Regions from separate parts of the Sus scrofa genome. Here region 1 is linked to region 2. The links are chromatin contacts, called in public Hi-C maps. All regions are on one chromosome and are shown on one strand. Each heading gives the region's core, a stretch centred on a gene start, on an enhancer-like site or on the middle of the called end of the contact. The rest is flanking DNA. Distances are from core to core; before and after follow the strand shown.

Region 1 (4,371 bases), core at 1,359-3,858, 350 kb after region 2:
TGATAGAAGACTGCATTTTTCAACGACAAAATTCTTTTTCTTAATCTGTAGTTGCTCTCATATCAATCTGATTCCACATCAAATGTGCTTTTATGAGTTCATCTTGGGAGTTCTCTTGCGGTGCAGAGGGTTAAGGATCTGGCACTGTCAATGCAGCAGCTCAGGTCACTGCTGCGGCACAAGTTCAGTCCCTGGCCCAGGAACTTCCACATGCTGTGGGTACGGCTCCCCCTCCCCCAAAAAAAGGAGTTCATTTTCATCTCCTTCTATACATAAATGCAAATCTGAAAAGAGTGAGAATCCAGACCAAACTATCAAGTGTGGGAACAATGAAACAAATGTGGGATAGTAAAAATAATCTGTTTAACTGAAATCTGCCTTAGCTCCAAAATGGATACAGTTGTCTGGGATTCCTTGACTCTGACCTAAGATGAGGTCAGATTTCATAAAACTTTTCTCAAAAATCACAGTAAATTTTGGTGACCATCTTCATCTAGCCTTAGTGGAAGAGAATCTAGAATTAGTTTGATAATTTAAGGCCAGGAAGTGGAAGTATAGAGAAAACAAGGATTAGCAAGTGTGGCAAGCATCAATAATAGGCCCATCTTCTATGCCCACACACCCAGCTGTGACCAAGGACCAGCATCTTATGGAATACCCCTCTACCTTCTTCTCCTGTACTCCCAAGAGTACCAGGACATCCCTCTTCACAAGAGGCAGTTTAAATATGGTGATTAAGAACTCGGATTTAGATAACCTGGATTCAAATCCTAGCTCTGCTATTTATAAACTCTGGACCATTAGGTAACCATTAACATCTCAGCCTGTCTCTTCTTTTGTATAATGAACTTAGTAACAACAGTACCTCATAGTTTCCTTGAGATTTTTGTGAGTTGATACATATAATGTGCTTGCAACAATACACAGAAGGTATTCAGTAATGTAAGCTATTCTCTACCTTTTAGCTCTATTTCAGGCTACAAAAAGAATTTTAGAAAAATCACCTAGTCCAATTGCCTCATTTTACTAATAAACCTAGGCCAAGATGATACTAATAACGGTTTACCAAGATCATTAGCAGAAGTTACCGACAACCAAGACTACAGTCAATGTCCCAGTCTAGTTTTTGTTCCACCACAGCACCACAGGTAAGCTTACATCTGAGACCTGAGATTTTGAGACTTCCCAGTCCAACCTCAACCACCCAACTTTTCTGCATCTAAAACTCATTTTTATCATGTTATCCCCTTACTAGTAAACTAATAAGACTACTAAAATAACATCACTATGCATTAATATACTAAATTCTTTACATCTGTTACTGATTCATCAAATCAACAAGACATTGATTGCAATTTACAAATGTGAACAATCAAGAATTTGAACTCAGGTCTAACATGAAGTCCCTGCTTTTTCCCGATGCAATGGAAGACACATTAATACGACCCTAAACTAAATGTGCCAAACATTCTGCAAAGTTTGATGTCAAATTCCTTTGATATTTCTATTATCTAAGCAACTGAAGGCAAATTTCATTCCCTTCAAGCTGCATCTACTTTCAGCAACGCTTGTTCAGATCCCTTCAGATTGACTTGTTGTGGTTAGGTAAGTCTAATTTTAAATTCCATCAGGTTAAGGAATTGATCATAAACTAGATCCCCAGCGTGGCTAGCTATACTGAGTTTAATCAATGAGTAAGTATAGGCACAGAATACACAGGCATAGCTTTGGAGCCTCAGGTACAGATACAGTGTTGGGAAAAGAGCACAGCATCTGTCCTTAAAACTATTACGTCATAGTACTGGAACAAAACACTGAACAACAAAAGTCTTCCCTTTCAGGAATGTCTCCGGTTTCTCCTTTCCAACCCTAACTCCCCCGAACTTGTCCAGCAGGACCCTGAAGAGTAGCCCATTGAAACATCAAGCCAATGGCTGGTTTCAGCCCCTGAAAGGATGTCGCCAGCCCTTGTTTTACCGCTCCCTCGCTTCCCTCCCCGCGCCTCGGCGTCCTCTCCCCCATCGCTGCAGAGCAGCCGCGGTCAAGTCCAGGCGTGCCTGGTCTCATCCCACCCGAACGCCCCTCCAGCGGTCCCATTTCAGGCCAGGATTTGGACAGAGGCCTTGGACTCAGGAGCTGCGGGGAAAGGTCCGCCCCAGGGAAGGAGGGTGGCCCCCAACAAAGGAACCTCTGGGCCCAATAATGAGACGATGAGAAAAAGGTTGCGCAGGGGTTTGCAGGGAGCCAGGCCCCAGTCGACCGGCAGATGCCCCGGCCGTAAGATGCTCTTCCCAAGTCCCCGAAGCGCCAGGCGGCATCCAGCCCGCCCCGCCCTCCAGGCCCTCGGCGATACCGAGGCCCCAACGCCAGCAGCCCGGGGTTAGGCCCTCCGCGGCCCACGACGGCCCTCACCTGCCGTTAGAGGCGCCGGCAGGGGGAGGGATCGGGAGGACGCCTCAGGCCGGGATACTTGGGTCGACTGGCACTAGCAGCCCCGCCCTCTCTGCCCACAGAGCGTGCGCCGAGGCGGGAGGCCCGCCCCGTCTCGCCCCCGTCGTCAGCCAATCCCCACTCAAGAAGTCACGCCTGCGCATTCGCTGCCCGACGCCCCAGTTGTCCAATCTCAAAGCCCCGGGATCCACCTTTTGCCATAACAAAAGGACACCGGCATCCAATCAGAATTGAGGAAGTTGTGGGCGGGTCCAGGAATCGCAACACCCAATGACAGTACAGGAGCTAAACTAAGCGTGTGAAAGCCAACCTGAGACAAGCCGCTCTTCAGTTTCAGCAGGACCCTGAAAATGAGGCCAGGAAGGGAGTGTGGCGAATTCTGTCAGCTGTCAGGCAGGAGGTTGGTAAAATCGAACACTGGGCAAGAGAGAAATCATTCAATATCAAGAAGAGGGCAAGTGTGAACATAAAGGGAAAAGTACTGAGGTTCTTCAATTCTAAAAGCAGACTTTTCCATATTTTTAAATTTCCCATTAAGTGCTCCCCTAATGGATTGTACCTCACAGCATCTTACCCAAACTGTTACAAAATTCACAGTGCGCCTGACCATTTATTCATATTTTAGGATTGAGAAAATATCATAGTACTATTTTGGTGTATAGCCCTTTTGATCACTTTATCCCATTTGATCCTCACCGCAACCCATAAAATGAAACTTAAGAGTAAATAAATGTCCTGCTCAAGGTATAGACACAGTGTGAAATGCTGTGTGCCAGGCTTTGTGATGTAATGTAATCTGGCTTTATACCATTCACAGATACCTGGCACTTGACACAAAGCAGCATCCTGCTTGTTTTTAATATTTGTTATTGTTTTTGCTTTGACACATTCTTCTGAGTTATAAAGGTGAGCCATGCGTCTTCCTATTTCTTGACTGACTTCTAGCACAGTTTGCTAAGATAGAGCCTTACCTCTTTTAAGAAATATATTTTAAAAATTCCATTCAGTGTTTGAAAACAGTTTGCTAAGATAGAGCCTTACTTCTTTTAAGGAATATATTTTAAAAATTCCTTCAGTGTTTGAAAACTGTGCCTTGACCAGAATTAAGATACACACCATGATGAAAATTTACACACCATGAGGAGAATGCAATGTAGGAGCTAATAAGTGGAAAATAAGATCCAACGTAAATCTAATAGGGACAAAATGAGAGAGAATGGGTGTGGGCAGTATTCAAAGAATAATAACAGAATTTTTCAGGGTTGTGAAATATTTGAATTAGATTCAAGAAGTACTTATTCTTGAGCAGGATTAAAATATGGAATTCCATACCTGCACACATTATGATGAAACTGCAGAATATCAAAGACTAAGAGAACCGTTAAAAAGAGAGGTTTTTTTTTTTTTTTTTTTCACTAGAAGAACAGGTTTGGGGTTTTTTTCCCGCTTTTAATTTTAAGTAGTGTAAAATATGCATAAAAGATTTATCATTTAAACCATTTTAAAGTATGCTGTTCAGTAGCGTTAAATATATTCTCCTTTTTGTGCAATCAGTCCCTAGAACTTTTCATCTTGCAAAACTGAAACTCTGTGCCCATTAAACAACTCCCCATTCACCTGTTCTGCCTGGCCCTGGCAAACACTACTCTTTCTGTCTCTCATTTTCACTATTTTAGGCACCTTCTGTAAGTAGAATCATACAGTATTTGTATTTTGTGACTAACCCATTTTGCTTAGCATAACATCCTCACAGTTCATCCATGCTGTGGCATGTTAGGATTTTTTCTTAAGGCTGAATAGTATTCCATTGTGTATATGGGTGTGTGTATTTATATTTTGTTTATCCATTAATTCCTCAGTGCACACTTGAGTTGCTTTTAGCTTTCAGCTACTATGAATGCTGCTATGATTGTGGTATAT
Region 2 (4,742 bases), core at 2,083-4,582:
TCCATCAGCTCAAAAGTCCAGGGATGGAGAGCAGGAAAAGCTGAAAGTTGGATAGTATTAGATCGAGAAGAAGCTTGTTGTAGAGTCAGGCCCCATGCCCTGAACAGGAGCCATTGTAACCTGGAAACAGAATTAGGATGGACACAGGGTTCCCGTCGCTGCTCAGCGGTTAATGAACCCGACTAGTATCCATGAGCACGCAGGTTCGATCTTTGGCTTCAGTCAGTGGGTTAAGGATCCGGCGTTGCCGTGAGCTGTGGTGTAGTCACAGATGTGGCTCGGTCCCCCATTGCTGTGGCTGTGCTGTAGGCCGACAGCTATAGCTCCAATTGGACCCCTAGCCTAGGAACCTCATATGGACCCTTGGCCTAGGAACCTCATATGCCAAGGGTTTGGCCCCAAAAAGATTTAAAAAAAAAGAATTAGGATGGACACGACCACAGTCTCTAAGCAGGAACACCCTCCCGTACACCCACAAGGTCAGTCCCGGTGCCTGCTGGCTAATTTAAGCTGGCTAGGAAGCTCCTTGCCTCACCATCTCAAAGTGAGTTATTCCCTTTCTGCACTCACTCCTTCAAAAAGAAATGAAGGCAGCAGCCTGCCCTTCTTCTAGCCCTCCTCTGACACTGAGACTCGCTTGGCAGAAGGTGTAGCAGTGGGTTTGTTTTTCATATATTATGGGGGACCAGATGTCCAGAGAAACTCCTCCAAACTACAGAACCCTTAAAAATATTGGACATTTTTTTTAATCTCCCTTAAGGAGAGTAGCTAAATTGATGGGAAAGTAAGAAAAATCCTTGGAGGCCAGAAGCCATAAGAAAATACTACCCAGAAGGGAGATGAAAACCAAACATGGAATTTCCCCAGGTGAATATGCTGCTCCCTCATGGTCTAGAGATCCACAGTTGTTTTTCTCCTGTAAAGGGCCAGGTAAATATTTTAGGCTTTGTGAGAGCTCCCTGGTGGCACAGCAGGTTAAGGACCCAGTGTTGTCACTGCTATGGCCCTCGGGAGCGGGTCTGATCCCTGGCCCTGGAGCTTTTCACACTGGATGCCGTCACCACAGACAAGCCCTCTAATGAGCTCAGGACCAGAATCCAGCCACTCGTATGACCTGAATTGATTTATGAAAGATTTAAAGTGGGCCCAGACTGTTTCTGTTTTGTGTATACATTCAGTTGCATTACTTTTTAATTTTATTTTTTTCTTTTTTATGGCCACACCTGCGGCATGTGGACGTTCCTGGGCTAGGGACTGAATCGGAGCTGCAGCTGCCAGCTACACCACAGCCACAACAACACTGTTTTTACACCCAAGTCTTTCTGGCTTTTAGAAACTGTTTTTCACCCGTGCATGACACTGCTTTCCCTCTTCTAAAGGGACAGCTGACAAGTTCATCCCTATAAAACAAAAGCGAAGAGACTTAAATGAAAAATAATAACAAAGTGACTTTGCCATGGAGAAATCTGACACTACCCCAGCCAGATGATCAAAGCCAACCTCAGCAGCGATAAGTCTTGTTGCTAGTGTGTCTCTATGTTATGATGTGAAGAGAGAGTTACTTTAGATCTGTGGCTTCCTCCCCAAACTCAAAACATAAACCTAGTATAACCATGATTAGAAAAAAAAAAAAAAATCAGGCTTAAGACTGAGCTGACAGAGATGTCAGCATTATCTGACAAAGATTTTAAAGCTGCTATCATAAAAATGCTTCATCGAGACGACAAATACACTGGAAACAAATGGAAAAAAAAAAAAAGAGTTCCCATCGTGGCTCAGAACCCAACTAGTATCCACGAGGACGAGGGTTCAATCCCTGGCCTCGCTCAGTGGGTTAAGGATCCAGTGTTGCCATGGCTGTGGTGTAGGCTGGCAGCTACAGCTCTGATTCGACCCCTAACCTGGGAACTTCCATATGCTGCAGGTGCAGCCCTAAAAAGACAAAGACCAAAAAAAAATTTTTTAATAAAAAAGTAGGGAAGGTTTGGGAGTGCCTGCTGTGGTACAACGAGTTAAGGAGACAGTATTGTCTCTGTGGTGGGGCTTGGATTTGATCTCTGACCCAGAACTTCCAGATGCCATGGGTGTGGCCAAAAAAAGAAAAAAATTAAATTAAAAAAATATATATAGTAGGGAAGGTTTAGAGTATCGTCCCTGTGTTTGGGATAAAATTTTCAAATAGCTAAGATTTAGAATAGAACCAATATTGCAGATGTTAGGTGATATTATTAGCAAGCCTCATCTTACAGCAGCAATGCACACTGAAAATAAGAGAAAAATTAGAGATATTAAGGTAAAGGTTGTCAAGTGAATATATAAAGGAAATAGACCCAAACAATAAATAATAAAATTATAATTAAGAGAGTTTCCTGGTAGTCTGGTGGTTAGGACTTGCACTTTCACCACCACAGCCTGGGTTTAATCCCTCGTCTGGAAACTAAGATCCCACATCAAGTTCTGCATGCCACGGTCACACACACACACACACAAAAAAGGAAAATTAAAAAACAAAATAAAAAAAACCCAGGCAAGTCCATGCAAAGGGACATTCTTCCAAATCAATGACTGGTATTCTCGAAGTGGTCAAGACTATCAAAATCTAAGTTATACAAACTCTCAGAAATCAGAGGAGTCTAAGGAGACAAGAAGATGAAGTGTAATGTGGTATTGGAGATGGGATACTGGGACAGAAAAAGGATATTAAGGGAAAATGAGTGAAATCTGGAAAACAGCTGGAGTTTAGTTCCCAGGAATGTACCAGCGATGATCCCTTAATTGCAACAAATGTACCAGGGTAATATCAGATATTAAGAGGGAAAATAAGGTGAGAGACAACAGGAATGCTCTGTACTATCTTTGTAATGTTTCCAGAAGTCTAAAAGTATTCTAAAATAAATTTTAAAAGAGATATTTATCAATTCTGTGAACCCAAAGAATTGCTAGAAACAGAGAAATTGTTTTTTTATGCTCTTGTGATGTCACTTCCTTGGAAATATTGGGAATAGAATAGATAACTCAGCATCATGAATAGGTTAGAAGTTCTTGAAGCAGGATACTGGATCGAATTCTTTCTTAACATCAGTTCCAGATTTTTCAAGACCATAAATCTATTTGGTATTAACTGTTACAATGACTCTTCAGAATCATTGGGAAATGCACAGAATGAAAAGCTAATTATTTGTAATTATATGTCTGAGTGACTGCAAAGGACTTCAAACTAGTGTAAAAAGTAGGTTTCTTAGCCGGTGCACAGGAAAGACAGTTAGCATTGGATGGTAATGCACCAGTGATAGTGAGCACTTGCCTTCTGATGGTATTTGTGTAGTTGCACTGTTTCTCCCAGTAGGGGGCTCAGTTGACCATTGAATGGAAGAGGGGCCCTGGCATTGGAGAACAGAGGTGTGTGGCTTCGCTGGAAACAGAGTTTGCAGGGTAATTTTGAGAAAGAATAACTATTCCGAAATCTTGTCCAGTAACCCTTGTACCAGTAACCCTTGTAAGAAGGGGGACAGATGCCACCAACCAACATGGCTGAGGTAGAGGGTGTATTAGAGAAGAAAGAATGTGTATTGGACTAAACCAGAAGACAGAACACTTAGGTTTATGTATTACTGAAAATTTGTCTCCCCCACTGAGAAGCAGGTTAGAACTGACAAAACTAGAAATGCCCTCTCCCTGGCCAGACTTATGTTGCTGCAAAGTCACATGGAAGAAACGTGCTTAGAGTATCATGTATTCACTGATTGGCCACAAATATCTTATTCCATGAAGCATTTCACAAGACAGCGCATGCATTTAATCGTTTAGCTTAAGCACATCCGAAAGGAGTTCCCTGGTGGCCTGACAGTTAAGGACTCAATGTTGTTACTGCCATGGCTTAGGTTACTGCTGTGGCTCCGTTTCGATCCCTGGCCTGGAAATTTCCGCATGCCTCTGGAATAGACAAAAAAAAGCACAGCACCAAGATCAGCCTCTATATAAACACACACACACAAACACACATACACACACAATTAAAATCTTCTAATGTCCTCCCATTTCTACTAAGTCCAAGTACAGTACAGAATCCTTAACTTGGAGTTCCTATTGTGGCTCAGCAGAAATGAACCCAACTAGTATCCATGAAGACTTGGATTCCTCCCTGCCCTCACTCACTGGGTTAAGGATCCAGTGGTGCCGAGAGCTGTGGTGTAGGTCACAAATGGGGCTCGTATCCCATGTTGCTGTGGCTGTGGCATAGGCCGGCAGCCGTAGCTTCAATTCGACCCCCTAGCCTGGGAACTTCCCTATGCCACACCTGCAGCCCTAAAAGAAAAGCAAAAACAAAAACAAAAAAATGAAACGGAATCCTTAACTTGACCTCCTAAGTCCTGCAGGCTCTGGCATCTCAAAATTATCTCATACCACTCCCCACTCACTCCAAGTGTTCCAGCCCCACTCCCCTTCTTCTAGTTCAGTCTGTGCTCCTTGGGATCTTGGCTCAGCCGCTTTCCCATGGAGGAAGCATCTCTCAGCTCTAGGTTAGGCAGCCTTTTTTGCTAAAAGCTTACAGAGCACCCTGTACTTTGCTTTCATAGCTCTAATGACAGGTCACCTGTGTGTGCTCAACATAGTATGAGACAATGCTCGGCATGAATAATTCACTCATGTGATTGTTAGATGAGTATTGATTTTCCTCTCTAGACGGCGCATACCTTGGGATTAAGGTTCATGTTTTTATTCTCCGTGTATCCCCGTGCCCA

Evidence for each region. A called contact is a pair of places that touch in the nucleus more often than the background predicts.
Region 1: a contact with region 2 is called in a Hi-C map of alveolar macrophages, with 2.7 times the contacts expected there. The contact joins the promoter of SCOC here to the enhancer-like site in region 2. A contact is called at or near these places in 3 of 5 promoter capture datasets (fetal liver, fetal skeletal muscle and liver), 22 of 47 Hi-C or Micro-C datasets (alveolar macrophages, blood, embryonic fibroblasts and 13 more) and 1 of 2 datasets of contacts at active chromatin or transcription factors (skeletal muscle).

What each region holds. Positions count from the first base shown.
Region 1 is chr8:86,688,083-86,692,453 of Sscrofa11.1, forward strand. SCOC (short coiled-coil protein) reads right to left here and starts at 2,609. Exons shown (of 5, transcript XM_003357017.4): 1 at 2,553-2,609; 2 at 2,413-2,551. The coding sequence starts at 2,594. LOC110262150 (a long non-coding RNA gene) reads right to left here and starts at 2,408. Exons shown (of 2, transcript XR_002346763.1): 1 at 2,354-2,408; 2 at 1-498. LOC110262151 (a long non-coding RNA gene) reads left to right here and starts at 2,647. Exons shown (of 4, transcript XR_002346765.1): 1 at 2,647-2,851.
Region 2 is chr8:86,341,084-86,345,825 of Sscrofa11.1, forward strand. No RefSeq gene overlaps it. Among named protein-coding and RNA genes, the nearest start is that of TBC1D9, 59 kb to the right of the region's middle. Within about 2 kb of position 3,333, at least 2 of the 83 cell types and tissues checked have an H3K27ac peak or open chromatin away from gene starts, as enhancers often do. A contact at or near this core is called in alveolar macrophages, where this site is marked.